Linked DNA regions of Sus scrofa: regions 1 and 2 are each linked to region 3. The links are chromatin contacts, called in public promoter capture Hi-C maps. All regions are on one chromosome and are shown on one strand. The core of a region is the stretch at or near the end of the contact, and the rest is flanking DNA. Distances in the headings are between cores, read along the strand shown.

Region 1 (3,710 bases), core at 303-2,802, 310 kb after region 3:
CAGAGTAAATCACTTCCATTATGAGATATCAAAGTAATAAGGTACAAAGGTTTTTATTTGCCTACTTGACTAGGGTGGGAATTTAACCTATATGAGTTCTATAACCTTTTATGATTCATATAAAGATGTTTTGGTTGTCCTCATTTCAGAGACTTGAAAGACTAATTTATTTCTCAAAAAAAGAATCTGCAATGGTTTTTAAAAAGCTTTACTTCAAAGTGAACCTAGTAACGCAGTCTTCCAAGGGAAGATACATAAAGTTACCATCAACAAAATGTGATCAAACCCACATAATTCACCAGTTGCAGTAAACTACCTCTCCTCCCTCAAACTGGCTTCATATATTACATCTGAGGCTTTCTAGAAGCCACTAGGTCTCTGGTTTCTGTATAAAGCGGCTCCTTCTAATAACGGACGTTTGCTTTTAACTTTTCGTTTTAAGCTGAAAAAATAAGAAATAGATTTGGAGAGTAGGAGACAGGGAGCGAGAAACTGGGCGGCTGGATGAAGTGCTATCGTCTTTTTCTGCAAGCAGTGGATGAAGAGGCTGCTAGCTGCCCTATAAATCACTTTCTTTCCTCCGAGATTCTAGAGGTGTGTGAACTACTATTCTGCCCGTCCGCGTTAGTTCTTGGACTCCTCATCACAGCTGCGACCCATATAGACATCGCAGCAAATTCGATCCCTTCCCGGTTTCTAGGGGAGAGGGACTCACTCATTTCCCAGAGGCCCATCCCCCCACCAAAAAATGCCTGGAAGAGATCAGTGCCCTGAAGCCACCCGGGGTTGACATACATGAGCTGGACAATAACTTCGAGGTTTTCAACAGAAACTCTGTCTGCCTCTACTTGGCTCCGAAACCTCGGATCTGCCTAGCTGGGATGCAGAGGTATGAGGGAGGAAGGGTTTAAAAAATGGACTTTGACCCGATCTGGTTACCATAACCGGATCCCCAGAGACTAGTCCCTCTCCGCGACTGGCCGGGAGTGCTCCCTCGAGAAGGCGAGTCCACCGCCGGGCACAAAGGGGCGCAAAGCAGCCCAGACAAAAGAGCCCCGCCAAGTCCCGGGGGGCGGAGAGGGTTAGTCTGCGCGGGGCGCGCCGCAGGCGGAGAAGCTGCCGCTGACCGTTGTGGGAGGGCGGAGGAAGAGGCGGCGGCCACCGCCCGCTCCGCCCTGGCCAGAAGCGACCACGGCCCGGCCGGTACCCTGGCCCGCACCGCGACCCCCAAGCGGAGCCAAGAGCGCTGCCCGAGCCCACGAGACGCCCGCCGCGCGACCCCGCGCACTTTCCCCTGCTTGCCGAACTCACCCGGGGCGCCGCCGCCGCCGCCGCCGCCGCCTCAGCCTCCAAAGTAGTTTCCCCCGGAAATCCTACCTGGCCCGCCGGCCTCCAGGGTGCTGCCAGAGCCTTCGGCCCCCGGGAGGGGGGAAAGGGAGCAGGCAGGACAGTGAGGGATAGGAAGTGCCGCCGCGGGGCCTCACGGGACTTGTAGTCTCCTGGAAAGAGCCCGCTGTGTCGCCAGCCGGTCAAAATGGCGGGAACCCCTCGCCCTTAGCTCCAGGCGATCGGCTCCACACGGCCTCTCCGGGCATGCGCCGCTCACTGCCGATTTCCTGCGGGTAAAAGAACTCGGGCACCTTTCCTGGTATTAAACAGAGCAAAGGTCTTTGGACTCGGGAGGACAAAGTTCAGTGCTGGGCTCTAGGGAGCGCCTAAGTACGCAGCTGATGCAGATATGCTGTTTTAGAAAGCTGTGTCCAGTCCCCGTGTGGCTAAATTTCAATTTCAATCTCCCCCCGAAAGAAAAAACTATTGAGAGCCAATTTGAAGTGCAGTAAAATTGGAAGCAAGTTACCCGCAACTTTGTGCATAAGGAAGGAACCTGGGAATCATTTTTATCATCTTCAGCCCATGAGGTCCAGTCACTCCACACCCCGGAGTTCCTTACCAGTTTTTCCACTACCATCACCTGCAGGAAGACACCATTACCTCTCCAAGTTTCTCTAGTTTCAGACCTCCAGGCAATCACCCTCCAAACACCTTCCTTGCTGCTGTCAGAGGATCTTTCTAAATGCCAAACCCATTGTGTCACAGTCCAAATTAGACCTAAATGTAAAACCTAAAGCTACAAAACTTCTAGAGGAAAACACAGGAGAAAATCCATGTGACTTTCAAATACACAATCCATAAAAGAAAAATCGATAAACTGCACAACAGCAAAATGATCACTTTTGCTCTTTAAAATACTGTTATGAAATAAGGCAAACCACAGACCTAGTTGAAATAGCAACAAAACCTATATCCAACAAAGGACTAGTATTTAAAATACACAAAGAACTCTTTCAACTGAAGACAATCTAGTTTAAAAAAAAAAGATTTGAACAGAGACACTTTACCAAAGATAATAATAAATGGATGGCAAATAAACACATAAAAGATGTTAGGGAAATGCAAATTAAACCACAGTGAGATAACATTACATACCCACTAGAATGGGTAACATCAAAAGACTGGCAATATGAAGTGTTAGCAAGAATGTAGAGCAGTGGGAATTGTCATTCTACTGGTAAGACTGTAAGATGATACAACCACTCTGGGAAACTGTTTGGCAGTTTCTCTAAAAATTACATACACATCAGAGTTCCCATTGTGGCTTGTGGTTAATGAATCCTACCAGGAACCATGAGGTTGCGGGTTCGGTCCCTGGCCTTGCTCAGTGGGTCAAGAATACAGCGTTGCCGTGAGCTGTGGTGTAGGTCAAAGAGGCGGCTCAGATCCTGTGTTGCTGTGGCTCTGGTGTAGGCTGGCGGCTACAGCTCTGATTAGACCCCTAGCCTGGGAACCTCCGTATGCCGTGGGTGTGGCCCTAAAAAGACCAAAATAAAATAAAATAAAATAATATACCCATCTACCATATGGCCCAATCATTATACTATAGGTATTTACTCAAGACAAATGAAAGCATACGTCTGCACAAAGACTTGAACATGAATGGTCACAGCAGCTCTATTTGTAATAGTCAATCCTGCTGCATAGTACTGGGAACTATATCTTGTCACTTATGATGGAGCATGATAATGTGAAAGAAAAGAATGTATATATGTATGTGTGACTGGGTCACTTTGCTGTATGTACAGTAGAAAATTGACAGAACACTGTAAACCAGCTATAATGGAAAAAAAAAAGTAATAGTCAAAAGAATGGAAACAACTCCAATGTTCTTCAAAAAGTAAATGGATATTTATTTGGAGTTCCCGTCGTGACTCAGTGGTTAACGAATCCGACTAGGAACCATGAAGTTGCAGTTTCGATCCCTGGCCTCACTTAGCTGGTTAAGGATCCAGCAGTTGCCATGAGCTGTGGTGTAGGTTGCAGACTCGGCTCTTATCTGGAGTTGCTATGGCTCTGGCGTAGGCCATCGGCTACAACTCCCATTAGACCCCTGGCCTGGGAACCTCCATATGCTGCAGGTGCGGCCCTGAAAAGACAAAAAATAAAACAATTTTTAAAAATAAAAATAAAATTCTAGGAATTGCTATGACAAAAACAGTTCAAGTGGTTGCCTGGGGACCAGGAAAGCATGGTAGGAAGGGATTATAAAGGGGATGAGGAAATTTTTGGAGGTGACAACTGTGTTAATCATTTTGATGTGGTTATGGTTTCAAGGCCAGATGATGAGTTTCAGATAAATTGAAACTCATCAAAAC
Region 2 (3,520 bases), core at 932-3,431, 380 kb before region 3:
CTTGAGTATTTAGAAGTGAGAATCAACTGGACAGAATGCATGTGGTGCTTGAAGTTTGAACTTGGGCACCTTGCTAGAAAGAGATGCCACTCCCTGAGTTAGGGAGCTCCAGAGGAGAAGCAGGTTTTGGAGACAGACATTTCCTCTCAAGGAAGGGGGGTGCTCTTTCCCCAGGTTGACCAGATTATGTAACAATCAAGGTCAGCATCAGTTCTTCATAGTAACTATGATCCTCACACTTTTCTAAATACCAAATGGAGCAAAGATTGCAACATAAAAATAAGTCTTAGGAGGTCCCTCGTGGCCTAGTAGTTAAAGATCTGGCATTGTCACTACTATGCCACAGGTTCCATCACTGGCCCAGAAACTTGTGCATGCCTCGGGCATAGCAGAAAAAAAAGTCCTAGAAGTAACAATATACAAATGACTGGTTTTTTTAAAAAAAAATTTTTTTTTACCTAAGTGAGGAAGGCCTTTCAAACTACAATGCAAAATCCAGAATCAAAGAAAAATAAAGGATGGATAAATTCAATCCATAAACATCCTTTGTTTTTGCAAGGCAAACTCACACTGAGGAAAAGTTCGCAACTCATTTGACAGAGCTCATTTTCCTAATTATATAATAAATCAATAAGAAAAACAGGCAAAAAATATAAACAGACACAAAAAGGAAAATGTCTCTTACACATAGGAAATAAGACTCACTCAAGGTAATTACAAACTATCCTGAGACACCATTTTTCAGCTATCAGATTGATGTTTGATAATGTGATGATGAGATGGAGAAACAGATACTTATGGAAAATCGAGCAAATCTATCAAAACTGCCCTCCCACACCCTTTGATCCAACTATCTTATCTCTAGGAATAGATCCTACATATATATATGTATACAAAACTACTCACTGAAGCAGTTATAACCAAAGGTTTGAATCTATTTCAATGTCCTTTCCTAGGCACTGATTACACAAATCAGTGTATAAAATGGCATATTATAAACCATAAAAATAATCCTGAGGAAGCTCCTTTTGTACTCTTACAGAATGAGTTTCAAATTATATTAAATGCAGAACCATACGTGTGGTACACCACAAGTTGCTTTACATGTGTAAAATACCTCAAAGAACATTTACGAAATTGATTATATTGTGTGGGCCTCTCAGGGAGTGGAGGGTGGGGAACTAGGCTGCCAGAGGACAGAGATGGGAAGACTTTTCACTGTATATCATTTGAACCAGTTAATGAATTACCTTTCAAAATATAATTTCTGAAGTAAATAAAAACAGCAAAGAAACAAAACTCCTTTGTGATTCTAGATAAACTGGGTAGGAGAGAAGGGAACCAATATTTACTGAGCTCCTACCACGTCCCAGATACTGAAGCCCTTCCACATACTCTCTTAGTTACCCTGGTAGTCCACTGAGATGGGATAAATTATTCTAATTTTACAAGTCAGAAAATAGATTAAATTGGTAATTTAATAATTTAGCCAGTGACAAGCCTAATCTAGCTCCAAAGTTCTAGTCTCTACTTTGCACACTGCTTCCACTGAAGCAAACTGTCCTATTTTTAAAATAATATTGCTATTATTTATTGGGCACTTACGAGGTGCTAGGAACAACTCTGGAAGGCTGGAATTACTAATCCCCCTTTTACAGAGAAGACGAAGCCGAAAGGCGCGTAATGAGCTCAAGGTCACAGACAATTAGAAGCCAGGTTTAATTCCAAATCTGCTCTAGAGTCGATACAGCTCCGGGTTCAAGGGACAAAAGCAGCAATGCTCTCAGGGCTGGAAGGAGGGGGACGTGGACACTTCCGGGGGAGGGGCGAAGCCCGCGGGCTGCGCCAAGCGGCGCAGGCCCCTCGCGCCAAGCTCGCGAGAGGATGTACCCCCGCGCCGCCTGTCGATCACCTGGTCCCGCCCTGCGCCGGCGCGCCTCCGGACAGGCCCCGCCTCCACCTCCGGCAGGGCGGGAAGAAGGCGCGTTCCCCCCCCCGTTACTCTCCGCGGGCGGGCGGGGGAGGCGCGTGCTCGCGAGCTGCGTGCTCGCGTACGTCGCCGGGTTCGGCTGCGTCCGTCCCGCCGCCCGCCCGTTGCCGCCGCCGTCGCCGCGCTCTCGCTTCGCCGGCCGCCGCCTAAGGGGCTGGGGCCGGGCCAAGCCGCCGCCGCAGTTGCCGGGATGCCGCGGGTGTACATCGGCCGCCTGAGCTATCAGGCCCGGGAGCGCGATGTGGAGCGCTTCTTTAAGGGCTACGGGAAGATCCTAGAGGTGGATCTGAAGAACGGGTGAGGAGGGCGGAGGAGGGGCTGGCTGGGTGGGGATGGGACCCTGGCGGTGGCGGGGAGGCCTCGGTGACGGGAGAGGGACGCCTACCCCGCGCAGAGCGCCTACCGGCCTGCTCCCGCTCCGCCATAGTCGCGGCGCCTCGGGGGCGCGGGTAGGCCCCGGTTCCCACTGCGCCTGCGCGGGTGGGGGTGGTGGAGGGATAATGGGAGCGATGGTGAGGCTCTGAGTGGGACGGGGAAAAGGAAAACCCGAGTGGGATTGGGACTCCGGGCGGGAGGGCACAGCTCCAGGACAGCTGGGGAGGCCTGGCTTTTTCCTTCCCAGGGCCTGGTCGATCTCCGGTAGAGACAGACCTTTCCCGCTCTAAGGGCTGCTGGAAATAAACAGATTTCCTGCTCCCTTTTCATTTCTTACCCAGTTTAATGGATCAGATGATCACAGCGCATTTCTCCCAGGGACGGGAGCTCTGAAGGGACACCCTTTTTAGACTTGCCCTGTGCTACACTTTTTTGAGCGGGAGACTCTGGTTTGAGTAGTCTAGTGACAGTTTCGAAAGTATCGGCGTGTGTGGTGCCGAAAGCCTTCACCGTTCCCTCTACAAGGATAAATTAGAGTCTTAGCATGCTATCTTTAAGACTGCGTACGAAGTTTCCATGCTGTGGTTTCCGTTCTCTAACTTGGCAAAAAAATTGCTTTGTCTTTGTAGAATTTGTTAGAGAATAATGGCCCCGGTAACTAGTTAACTAGTTGATGTAAACGGAGACTTACAGCTTGAAACTGCTAACTTGCTACCTATCCGGGTGTGTTCTGTTGCTTGTATTCCTAATTGACTTTGGTAGAGCAGGGCCCACAGGGGCTACAAGTTTCTGGGAAAACAGATTAGGAGTCAGGCCTGGAGAAGATAATCAACAAGGGGAAACTGTGAGAACCAGAAAATGTTAGCGGGTATACAAAGGCATGGATATACAAAAATAAAAGGAGTAAGGGGGACATTTTAGTGTACTAAACCTTGGGTGTTAAGAGGAACTCTGGCTTTTTTTTTTTTTTTTTTTTTAAGACCTGCTTTGCAACAAGTTTGTTATGGGTACAGTTTACTCCCAATGTAATGCTAGCAACTAACATTTGAGAAGTTAAGAAAAATACCTGAGTTGCACATTTGAAAAAAACTGGAAGCTACAGTATACTCAAACTGTTGCCTAGGTTTAAAAAGTTATTTCAAATTAATTGTTAGG
Region 3 (3,820 bases), core at 604-3,103:
AAACAAGAACTCCTTTATTTATTTATTTTTTTTTTTTTTGGCCACTACACAGTGGCTTGATGTGGGATCTGTTCCCAGACTAGGGACTGAACCCAGGCCACTGTGGTGAAAGTGCCTGAGTCCCAACCATTCTCCGTCTTTGCGCTAAACAGCACTGTATCTTAACACTATTTTGTAAATCCTCTAGCTCCCCTAAATAAAAAGCCGGATACGTCCAAAATTGGTCTTTATAAATGTAGACATGGCTCAACTTCAAAATCGTTCTAAGAACCCAGTAACTAGTGGCCAGACAAAAGGAAGATAACCAGTTCCACAGCAATGAATAAAATTAAGGTGATTTTGTTACTTTCTCCCATCACGTACAAATCCAATTTTCCTAAAAGAAAAATGCTTTGGGGATGAAAATTCAAAATCTTCAACAATGGAAAGGATCCTTAAATTCTGCACTGATATATTATTTGTAAGGAGGAAAAACTACTCAAACAAGTGCCACTGTTAGTATACTGTAAAATGTTATCAGTACTAGTCTCTCTCAGAAAATTGTGTTTGCTGACAAAGCAGATGAGGATCTTAACATTTGTAACTGTTTTTATACCATACTGATTGGTATTAAGAAAGTCATTCCCTAAAAATGAGATTTACTGACAGATCAGAGAAAAGATAATGGTATACTACATCCTTTGATCAAGCATGTAAATGGTTAACTACTCACGGGCCTTGCCTGTGGACTCAAGTAAGGTTCAAAATCATCATCATTTAATCCATCCTTTTGATGTACAGATCCATTTTGCACTAAAGAAAAAAAAGCTCGTGTTAGGGGTGTCTCAAACATGCACTCTACTTCACAAATTAATTAAAAGCCTTCCAACCAGAGAAAAACCTTACCAAACAGAGCAAATATGTTTGGATTTCAAAAGGATAAACCAATATTCGTCAGTGAAAATGTCTCCCTCCACCCAGAGCAAGTTGATCTTAAAAGGTCATTTTATTGGCTCCTCTAGATTTCAATTCCCTCCCGCTTCCCCTCCCCCATCACATGTGAGTACTTCCAGAGTGTGATCCACGAGGATGAAAAACAAAGGCCTTCTAAGACCTACAGGAAACTAAGGACCTGGGACATTTCAAAACCGAATCCACCCCCACCTCTAATGAATTACTCCTTGTTCACCAAAAAGCTGTTCGCCAGCTGCAGGAACACACGGAAAGGGTCAGATACTTAAGTGTGAGGCACCTGCAAACTAAGCGGCTTCCGAAAGGTCCTCTCCCCGGGGCGCTTCCCGGAGACCCCGCCCCCACCACTCGGGGCCCCCTTCCCGGCCCGTGGCCACCGGCGGAGCTGGGCTCACCTTTGTTTCCTTGACCTTTTGGTCTCTGCGGGCGAAGGAAACGTCGCCGAGCAGCGGGTCGTCCGAGGAAGAAATGGAAAAGGAAACACCAATTAAAGCCGGGCCCGAGAAGGGAATAAAGGCGCAGGCCTGAGGAGAGGCGTCGGGGAACGGGAGTGAGGGGGAGACTGAGGATGGGAGGCGGGGGAAAGCGCGAGGCCAGCGGGCCCCGCGGAGAGAAGCGGGGGCCGCGCCACGAACAACGCGAGGAAACCGGGGCTTCACAGAAGGGGAAGGAAACAAGAGGAAAAACGAGGCCCGCCGAGAGAAGGGAACACGGCGCGGCCGGCGGGCTCCGAGACCCGGGGAGGAGCGGGGAGTGCGGGTGAGGGCGAGGCGCTGGGCGCGGCCGGCCGGAGAGCCTCGAAACCCGGCCCGCGAAAGGCGCCGCCTCGGCTCGGCCCGACCGGGGGCGGCGGGCCCGGGCCTAGTCGGGCTCCCTCTCGCCTCACACAATGGCCGAGGCATGCGGGCCGGGCCTGTACCTGCTCCAAGAGGCTGCTGGCCGACATGGCTCTCGGATCCTCCGGGGGGGCGACGGCGGCGGACTCTCCTCAGGGCGGCGGCGGCGGATGAGCCCTGGCGGCGGGAGCAGGCGGCGCGGCGGCGGCTTTTGTCCCTGACACTCGGGGGCCTCGGCGGACGCAGCGGAGACACCGCGCGCGGCTCGGGCTCCGGCTCCGACTCAGCGACGCTCTAGCCCGAGAACTCAACGCCCGTCTCTATGCCTTGACGCGCGCACCCGCCCCTCGCAGCCGAAATAAGGGCGCCGAGCGGCGAAAGCGGACGGCGCGCGCGGCGCGACGCTGACTCTCACATTCACTCACCCACGCGGAAGGGGCCGGGCGCGAAGCACCCCGGGAAGGAAGAGGCGGGGGCGCAGCGCCCTCTGGTGGGCTGGAGGAGCGGAAGCGGCGCGCGCGGCCTCCCCGCCCCCACCGCCTCGGTATTGGGGCCTAGGAGGGTGGGGGCGGCTAGGGTCGCACCAAGAGGCTTTGACTAACAGCTGGAGGGAAGGGAGCAGCTTTAAGCTTGTGCAAACACATAAACGCCGGTTTTTCGGTGAGGAAGCGACCCCCCGAAGGCTGAGAGACCTTAAAATAAACCTGTTTCCCCAGTTGCAGATGGCACCCTACCCCATGTGGGAGGGAACAAGAACTGGGGTCACAGAGCCCTTAGGGAAACTTCAAGGGAGCCCTGCCCTGAGAAAGACACCCTCCCACCTGGTTATCCTCTTCTGTTGGCACACTACAAAAAGAGTGCCCGGAGAGCAAAAATAACCGCAAAAAATCTGGTCCCCTGAGAAAAGGATTCACCCTTTGGCATTGCAGGGAGGAGAATCTAGAAACTACAGTTCTTTTTTTAGGGATGTCGCTGACCCCCATGATACTCTGTTAAACTATGGACTTTATTTCCAAGAAAAGTCACCTCATTAATCTACACAAAATTGTACATGTTCTTTCAACGAGTTCAGAAAATCTGCAGAAAGACATTAATGCTATCTGAATACCTGCTATAATCTAGGCTTTGTTGTTAAATGCTTTAAACATATTAAAGTCTTTCAGCATCTTCAAAATTGCTATCAGTCTATTCGTTTTACAGCTGAAGAAACAGAAGTTAAGTCATGTGCCCAAAGTCACACAGCTTTTAAATAGGTTTATATGACATTGAGAAGAATAGTGTCCCTCTGCCCTCAAGAGAAATCCTGTATTCAGGAACCAGAATCCAGAGGAGATTAAAAGGGTGGGAAAAAGCATTTTTAATCAGAGGCAAACCTAACTTCTGCAGGGATATTTGATCCTGGCAGGCCATCTCCTAGTAGCTTTTGTAATTTCAAATACTTGTAAACAAATAATGCTCTAATAAGTGTCAACCTGATACCATCCACTCCATGGATACAAGAGTCATTGGTAGACTCAGTAGTAAAATAAGTGATAACACAGCATCTTGGATTTTGCATCATACTTTTGCTTGAAGTGCTCAAAGCATTTTTTTCTGCCCATGATCATGTAGTTAAAATGAATAAGGTCAGGTACCAAATGCACTAGACTTCAGCTGAGTCCACTCTCAGAGCATGGAGCCCACCAAGGGAATAAAAGAAACCTAGTAAGTCTTTTTCTTTCTTTTTTTTTTTTTTTTAAGATACTTAGCAAATCAGCTATAACAGATGTTTTTAAAAATAAGTTAAAAAAAATAAAGATACTTAGCCAGTTAACCCCATTGCCCAGATTTTTGGGTAAACCCTAAGCAGTTACCTACACTTACTCTTGCAGTGGTATGGTAAAAAGAGCATTAGACCAAAAGTCATAACCTCGGAGGGAGAGAGACCAAATACTGGCCTCCCCAACAGATTTGCAAAATTAGGTAAACTACTAAAACTTTCAAGTTCCTACTGTGTCACAGCACAATGGATGGCCTCTCAGGAGCACTGGTAT

Evidence for each region. Promoter capture Hi-C pulls out the DNA fragments that hold promoters and counts their contacts.
Region 1: a contact with region 3 is called in a promoter capture Hi-C map of liver, with 2.4 times the contacts expected there. The contact joins the promoter of PHACTR4 here to the promoter of YTHDF2 in region 3. A contact is called at or near these places in 1 of 5 promoter capture datasets (liver) and 1 of 47 Hi-C or Micro-C datasets (heart right ventricle).
Region 2: a promoter capture Hi-C map of liver shows a contact between it and region 3, with 4 times the contacts expected there. The contact joins the promoter of SRSF4 here to the promoter of YTHDF2 in region 3. A contact is called at or near these places in 3 of 5 promoter capture datasets (fetal liver, fetal skeletal muscle and liver) and 1 of 2 datasets of contacts at active chromatin or transcription factors (alveolar macrophages).

What each region holds. Positions count from the first base shown.
Region 1 is chr6:85,409,835-85,413,544 of Sscrofa11.1, reverse strand. It overlaps PHACTR4 (phosphatase and actin regulator 4), which reads right to left and starts at 1,552. Exons shown (of 16, transcript XM_021095668.1): 1 at 1,312-1,552.
Region 2 is chr6:86,091,264-86,094,783 of Sscrofa11.1, reverse strand. It overlaps SRSF4 (serine and arginine rich splicing factor 4), which reads left to right and starts at 2,181. Exons shown (of 6, transcript NM_001077216.1): 1 at 2,181-2,287. The coding sequence starts at 2,181. It also overlaps a transcript of MECR not described here.
Region 3 is chr6:85,715,180-85,718,999 of Sscrofa11.1, reverse strand. YTHDF2 (YTH domain-containing family protein 2) reads right to left here and starts at 1,853. Exons shown (of 7, transcript XM_005665152.3): 1 at 1,765-1,853; 2 at 1,633-1,763; 3 at 1,485-1,630; 4 at 1,347-1,482; 5 at 713-792. The coding sequence starts at 1,853.